2 separate regions of the Mus musculus genome follow, and region 1 is linked to region 2. Evidence: chromatin contacts called from public HiChIP or PLAC-seq data. All regions are on one chromosome and are shown on one strand. Each heading gives the region's core, a stretch centred on a gene start, on an enhancer-like site or on the middle of the called end of the contact. The rest is flanking DNA. Distances are from core to core; before and after follow the strand shown.

The links. HiChIP or PLAC-seq counts read pairs in DNA pulled down with a chosen protein or histone mark.
Region 1: an H3K4me3 HiChIP or PLAC-seq map of the SCID.adh cell line shows a contact between it and region 2, with 19 read pairs. The contact joins the promoter of Maf1 here to the enhancer-like site in region 2. A contact is called at or near these places in 2 of 39 promoter capture datasets (embryonic stem cells and trophoblast stem cells), 1 of 484 Hi-C or Micro-C datasets (bone marrow-derived macrophages), 4 of 115 datasets of contacts at active chromatin or transcription factors (the SCID.adh cell line, double positive thymocytes and embryonic stem cells) and 3 of 9 other capture datasets (adipose tissue, liver and pancreatic islet).

What each region holds. Positions count from the first base shown.
Region 1 is chr15:76,349,889-76,354,507 of GRCm38.p6, reverse strand. It overlaps Maf1 (MAF1 homolog, negative regulator of RNA polymerase III), which reads right to left and starts at 3,214. Exons shown (of 8, transcript NM_026859.3): 1 at 2,849-3,214; 2 at 1,956-2,088; 3 at 1,734-1,862; 4 at 1,496-1,661; 5 at 1,249-1,370; 6 at 1,048-1,167; 7 at 788-922; 8 at 130-661. The coding sequence starts at 2,038. The coding sequence ends at 640. Sharpin (SHANK-associated RH domain interacting protein) reads left to right here and starts at 3,398. Exons shown (of 9, transcript NM_025340.2): 1 at 3,398-4,027; 2 at 4,279-4,453. The coding sequence starts at 3,830. It overlaps Gm35339 (predicted gene, 35339), which reads right to left and starts at 47. Exons shown (of 24, transcript NM_001378250.1): 1 at 1-47.
Region 2 is chr15:76,426,933-76,431,787 of GRCm38.p6, reverse strand. It overlaps Mroh1 (maestro heat-like repeat family member 1), which reads right to left. Exons shown (of 44, transcript NM_175457.4): 15 at 4,572-4,679; 16 at 4,132-4,276; 17 at 3,846-3,886; 18 at 3,403-3,544; 19 at 3,087-3,139; 20 at 2,528-2,635; 21 at 1,881-2,000; 22 at 1,489-1,611. Among named protein-coding and RNA genes, the nearest start is that of Mir6954, 3.9 kb to the left of the region's middle. Within about 2 kb of position 3,022, at least 5 of the 459 cell types and tissues checked have an H3K27ac peak or open chromatin away from gene starts, as enhancers often do. A contact at or near this core is called in the SCID.adh cell line, where this site is marked.

The DNA.
Region 1 (4,619 bases), core at 1,965-4,464, 77 kb after region 2:
ACAGCTCTGAGACTTAAGTAACTGAAAAGCAGCCAGCAGCTGTTGCTAAGATACCAAAGCTACCAGCCCCGCCCCACGACGCAGGCCCCGCCCCACGACGCAGGCCCCGCCCCCACAAACTCCCAGGTTCCATCTAAGTCACAGAAACTTTTATTGGAAACAAATGAGCTGCAGCAAAGTGACACTCAGTGCATGTGGCCCACCTGGTAAAGTGGGAGACAAAAGTGGGCACCAGAGGCCGGTCAAAGACCAGACCCCATGAACACTGGGCACCACTTATAGGGCTTCAAACTACTGGCCCTTAGAGCTGGAGTGTACAGGCCCAATAAGAAATACAAAAATAAACTCTGTGGTCCAGCTGTCCTGTCTGTGACAGGCTGTTGGTGCAGAGCAGTCCCGTTTTCTATCAGACCCCGTGCTGTTTAATCCAGCCACAGCATGGGCAGTAGGAGCCTGCAGGGATGAGTGGACATCCACAGGCTGAATCCAAAGGGCTACACAGGTATAGCCTTGGGCAGCGCCAGGACGGTGTCAGTGCCAAGGCATAGCCAGCATCTGGGGAAGCTCTGGAGCTCCTCAGGTAGACAGGTCCAGGGATTGGTCAGAGCTGGATGACGCTGAGACCTCTGCTTCTTCTCATCACATACAGATCACTGGAACCCTAGGCAGAAGTTGGCACACAGTAGGCCTTTAGGAGATAGCACCCAGACCAGACAGAAGGAACCCTGATCTGTCCCACCCATTCCAGGCTCCCGAGGATAGTCCATGGCCACAGCCACCACCACACCTGTCTTCCTCCATGGTGCTGGTCTCCTCTGCCCTGCCCTCACCGCCTCCACCTCCACTCTCTTCATCAGCCTCCTCTGCCCCCAGTTCCAAGTCCAGTGCATTGCCTGCCTCTGAGGGTGTGTACGTGGAGCCACTGGATGGGAGAGACAGCGGACTTAGGATCTCCTTTCCCAGGCTGCCCCAGGGAGAGTAGACCCAGTTAAGGAATGATCTGAGTTGAAGAGGGAACTGGAGAAGGTGAGGTGGCAAAGTACCAACCTGATGGAGCGGCAGCTAAAGAAGACAATTCGCTTCAGTCTCTTATTGTAAAAGAAATAGTTGAATGACCAGAGGCTTCCATCTTCCCCAAAGGGGTCGGAGTCTAGATCTGGGTTATAGCTGAAAAGAGAAAACAGCAGAGGGATGAGGTCTCCACTGCCATACACATGTGCACGCCCAGCTGCAAAGACGTGAGCCCACCTGTAGATGTCACACTCAGCTAAGCAGATCTCCTCATCCACTGCATTCCACAGCTGTGGCTTCAGGGCCTTGAAGTCTTCACGAACAGCTGAAAACAGGCTGCAGTTGACTGCATTTACCACCTACAGGAGGTGACAGTCAGGGGTGACAAGGGTCCAGGGCAGCAGGGAGAGCCCAAGAACCCACACCAAGTGGGGATGGCAATGAGAAGGACCACATGGCTTGGGGCCCTTCTGTTCATCCTTACCCAGCGGAGGCTTGGCTCTCGGCTGAATTCATGACTTCTGGCTGTGCTGAAGTCATAGTCTGGCCGGAAGGACTCATTGAGGGTGGCAATCAGATAGAAGAGGGTCTTGCGGCTGCACTTGTCGCTCAGAGGACTCTCATCCTCACCACCCTGGCTCTTGCTCAGTCTGAACAGAGAAAAATGTCAGCCTTGCCCACTGTCCCACATACCCCAGAAGGTAGTCTCCACCTCAGCTTACCTGCTGGGACTGAGGCCTGAAGTTTGGGGTGGGGACAGTGCCTCCAACACATGGGGCTGGCCCTCCTGGCAGAACTGCTTGAACATATGTTTATCATCTCCCGCCATCTTACACGAGTAGCTTTCAATCCTAAAGAACGCAGGCAGAGTCATGAAGCATGCTAACCCCGAGGCCCACGATAGTGATCTCTGACAGATTGATCCCCAGAGCCTCCAGCCTCACCTGCCAATAATATGGGCATCTCCAGTCTCCACTGTCAACTGTGAGTTGATGGCCTCAAAGCTGGAGTTCTCCAATAGCTTCATGTCCTTTGGGAAGGGAGATTCTTGTGCCAGTGGGATTAGGGCAGCACTACCTGGGAATGTGGGAAGCCAGCATGGCTACCTAGCTCCAAAGGGCTCCACTTTCAGCCTTTCCACCCACTAGCAGAGTACTGTTTGCAGCTCGAGCTAACCTTGAGTCCACCATGGAGCTCATCTTCCTCACCTTACCTGCCCCTGAGAACTCAGCACTGGCTGACAGGGAGATGATCCTATGCATGAGCATGGCATGTCCAGGTTCTACCTCAATCTCAAGTACTATATACTGGGGCTGGCTGGGGGCCCCACCCACTCTCGACATTCCTACTCCATTGACATTCTGCAGGCATCCTCAGACTGTTGTAAGGTCCTCAATAAGAACCTGCTATCCGGTTCGGAACGGGGCATCTGGGGTTTCAAGCCTTGAGGGTCACCTGTATGGGTGCTCCTCCCGGGTTCTATGGGTTGCTTCACTGCTTCCTGTCAAGAGGAGGAAACCCATGAATTCTTCAATTCTATTTGCAAGTATGCCTAATTCGTACTTCGTACGTCGAAGTGTGTAGGATGGGCAGACACACCACCTCTGCTGGCGCAGGCCAGTGGTCTCCTGGCATTGCTGCCCTGCAAGCCTAGAGGTACCAGCAGATTCGTAGCGGGAAACTACAAGCCCCAGGAGGCAGTGCACCAAGAGAGGCGCTCCAGCCCCAAGCAGCATAAGAACTACAAGTCCCATGAGGCACTGCAGCAGCGCGAGGCCCGCCGGGGACTGTGGTTCCCGCAAGCCCGGACCGCTTGGCGCACAAGGCGGACACCCACCTGCCAGAATTGGGCTAGATCAAGCCAGGGTAGACGGGTTGTTTAGTGTCGGTGCCGAGGTGACGGCGGCGCGGGCTTTGCGCAGCGCGGGTTCCTCAGGACTGGAGGGCGGCGCCGCGGCCTCCACTCGGGCCGCACTGTATCCGGGGGAAGAAGCTTCGCGGCGACGTCCCGTTACTCCAGGCCCTGCCGGCCCATACGGGCTGCAGCCGCGACATAGCCTCGCCCCCCTGCAACGCCCGCTTTCGCGACCAACCTGCCGCGGACCGCCGAGATCGTACCAGCCAGAGAACGAAACAGCGACCTCCGCCTCCCCCGACCCGACAACAACAAGCGTCCGACGGGCCCAACCCCACTCCTCTGAATGGTCCACTTTAACCACAGGGCCAGACCACGAGAAACCTTATTGGTGGACTCCTCCGCCACTCGGCTTCACCTTCCACTTCTACTGGCTGCATAGCTTGTCTGTCTCGCACTCGCTAACGAACCCGCCTCCCCTCTTGGTGTTGATTGGTTAGAACCATGCCCGCCCCGCCCCCAGGAGCCAACCCTCTTCCTAGAGTGGTCCACGGTTACGAAGAGCCTCTGCTGTGCTTATGTGTGTTTGTGTGCATTGGTGCCTGGTTCCTTCCGGGAACTGGTATTGTCTTGTGTAGGGCAGCAGCTGTCGTTCGTTCGAACCTTTAAGAAAAGTTCATCCTTGCCTTCTTTTTGTGACCGGTGACCGGTCTGTGACACTGTCTCGGGTCCTGCTGAAAGGTGACTAGCTTGGCCGGACCGTGCCTGGAGATCTGGGACCATTCCTATCGCTTAGCGAGCCATCAGGCTCTGGTAGTGCGCAGCATCGGGTCCTTCTTGTTCTCCAAGCTCTGGGGCATCCGGAACCGAGGCTCACAGTCCGAGTTTCTGGCCGGCGGAAGTACTCGACAGTTCTCTATCACGGAAGCACTCTCGGAGAGTCAGGACTCCGCCGGATCAGAAATGTCGCCGCCCGCCGGCGGTGCGGCAGTGGCTGCAGACCCTGCCTCACCTGTGGTGCTCCTGGCAGTGCACGCGGCGGTCAGGCCCCTGGGCGCTGGACAGGATGCCGAAGCGCAGCCGCGGAAGCTGCAATTGATAGCGGACCCTGAGCGGCCTGGACGCTTCCGGCTAGGACTGTTAGGCACCGAGCCTGGGGCGGTGAGTGTGGGCCCGATTCTGGAATCAACTTTCTTTCGATTACCTTGACGACAGTCCTTAAGCAGTTATTTTTCTTGATTGCCTGTAAAAGTGGGAATAATGCTGATACCTAATTTACAAATCTTGTGAGGAATTGGTAAGATAACAGGCGAGAAAAGTTCAGAGCCGTAAAGATTACCTCGTTCCTTTTCCTTTCACATTCGTGTGGGTAACGAAGAGGAACCACCGACCGAGTACTCTTCCCTGTTCAGGTCAGTTTAGAATGGCCCTTGGAGGCTATTTGTTACACCGTCCGTGGGCCTAACCAACACGAGCTGCAGCCTCCCCCTGGAGGTCCTGGAACCTTCAGCGTGCACTTCCTCGACCCCGAGGAAGCACAGCAGTGGGCAGCACTGGTGCGAGATGCCACCGCAGAAGGACAAAATGGTCAGTGTTGTGAAATAAATGCTTATTTGAATATGTCCGGGCCACCTGGTCGAGGTTGGGGGTAGTGATGGAAAAGCTGGGCACCTAGGAAGGCTTCCAAGAGGAAGGAAGTGGAGAAATAAGAGGTTCAAGAGCTGACCCCAGTACCAGACAAGTAAGAAAAAGA
Region 2 (4,855 bases), core at 1,773-4,272:
GAGGTAAAGGCAGATCTCTTTGAATTTGAGGCCAACCTAATCTACACATCAAATTCTGTGCTAACCAAGGCTACACAGTGAGGCCCTGTCTCAAGATAGAGATAGAGGGGGCTGGAGAAATGGCTCAGTGGTTAAGAACACTTGTTCTTATAGAGGATCCAAGGTTCAATTTCCAGCATCCACATGGAGGCTCACAACCATACATAATTCCAGTTCCAGGGGATCCACTGCCTTCTTCTGACCTCAGTGGGATCAGGTGCATAGATATACATGCAGGCAGAACACTGGTACACATACACATAAAACAAAATGAATAAATAAATTTAAAAACACTTTTTTTCCCCCTTTGGTTTTTTTGAGACAGGGTTTCTCTGTATAGCCCTGGCTGTCCTGAACTCACTTTGTAGACCAGGCTGGCCTCAAACTCAGAAATCCGCCTGCCTCTGCCTCCCAAGTGTTGGGATTAAAGGCGTCCTCCACCACGCCTGGCCTAAAAACACTTTTAAAAAGAGATAGAGGAAGACGAGAAAGAGAAAGAAGAGGTGTGTGGGTCCTTGCACTCCTGGGCCAACCCTCGGGTTCCATGAGCAGAGCAATCACTAGACACAGAGCAAAATGGTCAGGGTCAGGCATGGTGGGAGATTCTGAAAACCCAAGCACTCAGGGCAAAGGACAGACAGCCTGGCCTTAGAGAAGGGGACAGCTCTGAGTTCCCCAGCTGTGTGGTTCTGATAGGCAATGTCCCTAGAGCTCAAGGGTCCCCAGTGCTGCAGGGGTTAGAGAAACATTTGAAAATGTCCCTAAAGTTCACATGTCCCCAGAGCAGCAGTGTTCAAAGACAGAAACCCTTGGGAAGTGACTAGTTCATCAACGCACTAACCCATTACGACTCATAACAGTGGCAGAATTACAGTTATGAAATAGCAATGAAAATTACTTTATGGTTAGGGGTCAGCACAACATGAGGAACTGCATTAAAGGATCGCAGCACGAGGAAGGCAGAGAGCCACAGAAACGAACTCTTTGAAGGATTCAAAGCAGCACGGGTCTAGAGGTAGGTAAGTGTGCTCTTGGCTCCTGTGAAGGGAGAAGCTCTCTTCACCGGCCCCTCCACCATGCCCGGCCTGCACAACCTCTGAAACTAGGAGACAGACTACTTCTTCCTCCTTAAAGTTGATTTCCTCAAGTATTTCGTCATAGCAACAGAAAGCTGATCACCACAGAACCTTGCCACTGAGAACTCTCATTACCCACAGCTAGAGGAACAGCACTCCAATCAGCTAGGGCTTCTGGGAGGCCCTCAGTGGGAGGAGAGCTCAGGCCCAGAGGAGGAATGGAGGATACAAAGCCTGAGGGAACCCAGCCCTAGCCTTCATCTTGAGAGAGAGCAGAGGGCAGGAACCCACCCTACCACAGCCATGAAAAGTGGGGCAGCCACAGACAGGTATCTACTCACAAGGACACTGTTCTGGGTAATGACCGTCTTACCTTAAAAATGCTAAAGATGCCGGTGGACTTCCTAAACACGTCTGACCTCACAAAGTCCTCCAGCTGTGCTAGAGTGTCCTCAAGGTGGGTAATGGCACAGATCCCAAAGCAACAGGCCAGGCCCTGGGGAGGTGCACGGGTGTGCTCACACTTGGGCACAGTGGCCCACCTGCCCACACGCTGTGTGGGGAGGAGTGTATATCCACACGTACACAAAGTTCCACACACACATAAACCTGAAGGCACACAAATACACGCGGACATCCGTGAGGAAGCAAGCAGTGTGCCTCACGTGCAAGCATGCATGTACCTATGTGCTCACAGCACACGTGGCTAGCTCAGAGCGGCAGATGAACACGGCCTCACAGCCCCGGGCACTGGGGACTACCTACCTCCTGCTCTGCCTCCTCTTGATATCTGGCTGTCTCCAGCAGCTCTCGGAGGTGTTTCCTCACCACCTCCTTACTTGAAGCAGCACCCAGCGTGGTTCCAATGCACTTATACAGGAAGTTCTGGAACACAGGGAGAGAACACAGATGAACCTGACTCCTGAGCAGACAGACACTTGCACTGTGGTGGGTACTGCTAATGGATAGCTGTATCCTTTCCTCCTTTTTGGTTTTTTTGATATATGGTTTCTGTATGTGGCCCCAGCTGTCCTGGAACTAGCTGTGTAGACCAGGTTGGACTTGATCTCATAGATCCGCCTACCTCTCAAGTATTTGGGGTTAAACGTGGGCACCACTACACCCGGCCCCTTGGAGAGGAAGCTGTATTTCAAGCAGGACATAGGAAGGGTCCTGCATGAGGAGGTGAGACCCAGGCTGTGTCTGAGGAACAGTGAGCAGGCAGCTGTCCCCCATCCCCCAGCTGTTAACTGCAGCGAGGAGCCTCCTGACCCTGCTTGCTTTTTAAGTGGCTTGGCCAGGGTTGCCAGAGTCAGGAGACAAAGACACAGACAGGCGAGATCAAAGACACAAAGCATGGGAGCTGGGGACTGTGCAGAGATCCCCATCCCCAGCTAGCTTGTCTCAGGCACCTTCTCCTGAGGAGTCCCACTGTAAGAGGGCAGTTGCTTGCACATCTCTTGGCTCAGCTGGCAGATCCAGATGTTGTCAGATACTACGGCCAGGGTGTCTCGCAGGAACTGAGGGGGGAGAGCATTGGTGAGGCCTGAGGCAGGGCCTTGACACGTGATAACCTTATGGTGACTCCTGTTGGTAAGTGGCCTTTGAAGGTGGGTAGCTATGAGGCAGGCTGAAGCACAAGTGGCTCTGAACTCGGCTGGGGACGGGGAAGGAGGGAAAAGCCCTTTCTGTGCCCAGGATGAGCAAAAGTCCCTCCCATTTGGTGCTGAGTGACAGAAGGTACAATATCCTGCCAGGGACATCTGAGACCAGCCACCATCCTTACCCCAAACTCCCCCCACCACTGAGCCCATCCCCTAGTCACACCACCAGATGAAGTTGGATAACAACAAGCCCCTTGGAAGGCACAATACACTGGTCCAACATTTGCTGCCCTGGCCCTCTGTGCCCAGGCCCAGAATGTCCCAAAAAGGCACAGACAGGCCCTTGGCCTTCTGCTCCATCTCTCACCATTAGAAGCTTTTCTTCCCACTCCTTCAGTGACAGGCTTTCCTCGGTGTGCTCTGAAATGACCAATAAGCCCACTGGCTGGGGTCCTGCCAGGCAGGCTCATTCCAACATGCACTAGGTGGGCCCTCCTTGTCTCTGGGAATTCCCAGAAGGAACGCAGAAACCAGTCAGGCCACAGTCACACCCCCTTCCCTTGTGAGCCATCCAGGCCCTTTCTTAGATTACAGCTTGGATCGTTTCTTTCAACCCGAACGGCATACTGGGTGCTAGTGGGGTCAGGGGTGGCTAAGGGGCTCCTGAGCCTCACAGGCCTCACCATCCAGGTACTCCAGCAGCATGGGCATGGTTGTCTCCCACCGCTGGCCCAGGAAAGGGTGGATATTCTGATGCATAACCTTCAGGAGGCGCAGGGAGGCCGCTCCACGCCCATCTCCCAGGTAGGGATTAGAAGACACAACCTGAAGGAGAGGAAGGAAGGGGGTCGCCTAAGCATGGAGCCGCCTGCCATCTCCTGGCCACAGTGCCCAACCTGGGGACCAGCTTCCCAGGGGTGAAGGGAAAACCAGCAAACACGGGGGCAAGGAATGCCAATGAGACGGTGGCAAGGGTCAGGCTTGCCACAGAGCTGACAGGGACTCTGGGGCCGAGAGGCCACTCTTCTATCAGAGTAAGCTCGGTCACGCTGACACCTACGAGAATGTCCCATGAAGGACAGTGTCAGCCCGTGTGCTGAGACACAGTAACAGACCCGTTGCTTACCAGCAGTCGTGTGGTCATAGCGAAGGGAGACGGGAGGTTTGCTGGACAAGAAACATGGAAACAGTTACAAGGCAGGGATAGGATAAAAGATGGGACCATAGGCACAAGCAGGCAGCTGGGGTGGGACAGCATGCGAAAGCAGCTGGGGGTGGGGTGGGGTGGGGTAGGGGGGTGTCAGCAGCAGGGGCAGGGCAAGGGCAAGGCAGAGAGCTGAGAGAGGACGAGGTGTAAGGGCATCATGGCGTCGGTGGGGTCAGCCAGGGGCACGGTGGTTGGGCCTCCACACCATTCGCGTTGTACTGGATGAGGAAATCATCTGCCCCAGCCTCCTGCCTCTTCAGGGCTAAGTGCACAAGGCTCCTGCAGAGCGGGGTGAGGGCCGCAGTGAAGCGCACCGGGGTGAGGAACTCGAGGAGGTAGGGCCAGAGAACCTGAAGGACAGAGGGCCACGGTCTGTGGACTGCAAGCAGGTGGGCACGGCCTCCGGGGCAGTAGAGATGTCAGAACTGGATCTCCACTGCTATACAGGAGCCGGGTAGCTTGAGAGGGGCCGATGCTAAGACAGACAGTGTGTCCGGCCATTGCTGAGAGATCCTCTGAGCACTGTCCGGCCACTGTCCCCTGGAGGCCACACTCTCCGCTCCAGGCCAGGGATGGGGAGGGCAGGAAATCTAGGACTGGGAAAGCTCAGGCAGCCAGCCTCGGGTCAGAGACATGCACACTCACACTGTTCATCCTATCCACTGTGGTGCTGACCAGGTAGAGGGTGCGGATACTGACAGCCCGCACGCTATCTGCCGCCAGGTCCTCCCCATCAGGGCCAGGCTTCTCAGGCTGGAGGAAGAGGCAAACGAGAGCACGTGTGGATGACTGTCCACACACCAAGGTTAGCATGAGATGGACCACGAGGTCCATCCAGGTTAGCACAAGAAGGGGAAAGGCTGGCAGAAAAGGAAACGCAGCAGACTCACCAACCCTGCCCCGAGAGGATGTCTGTCAGCTCCCACAGG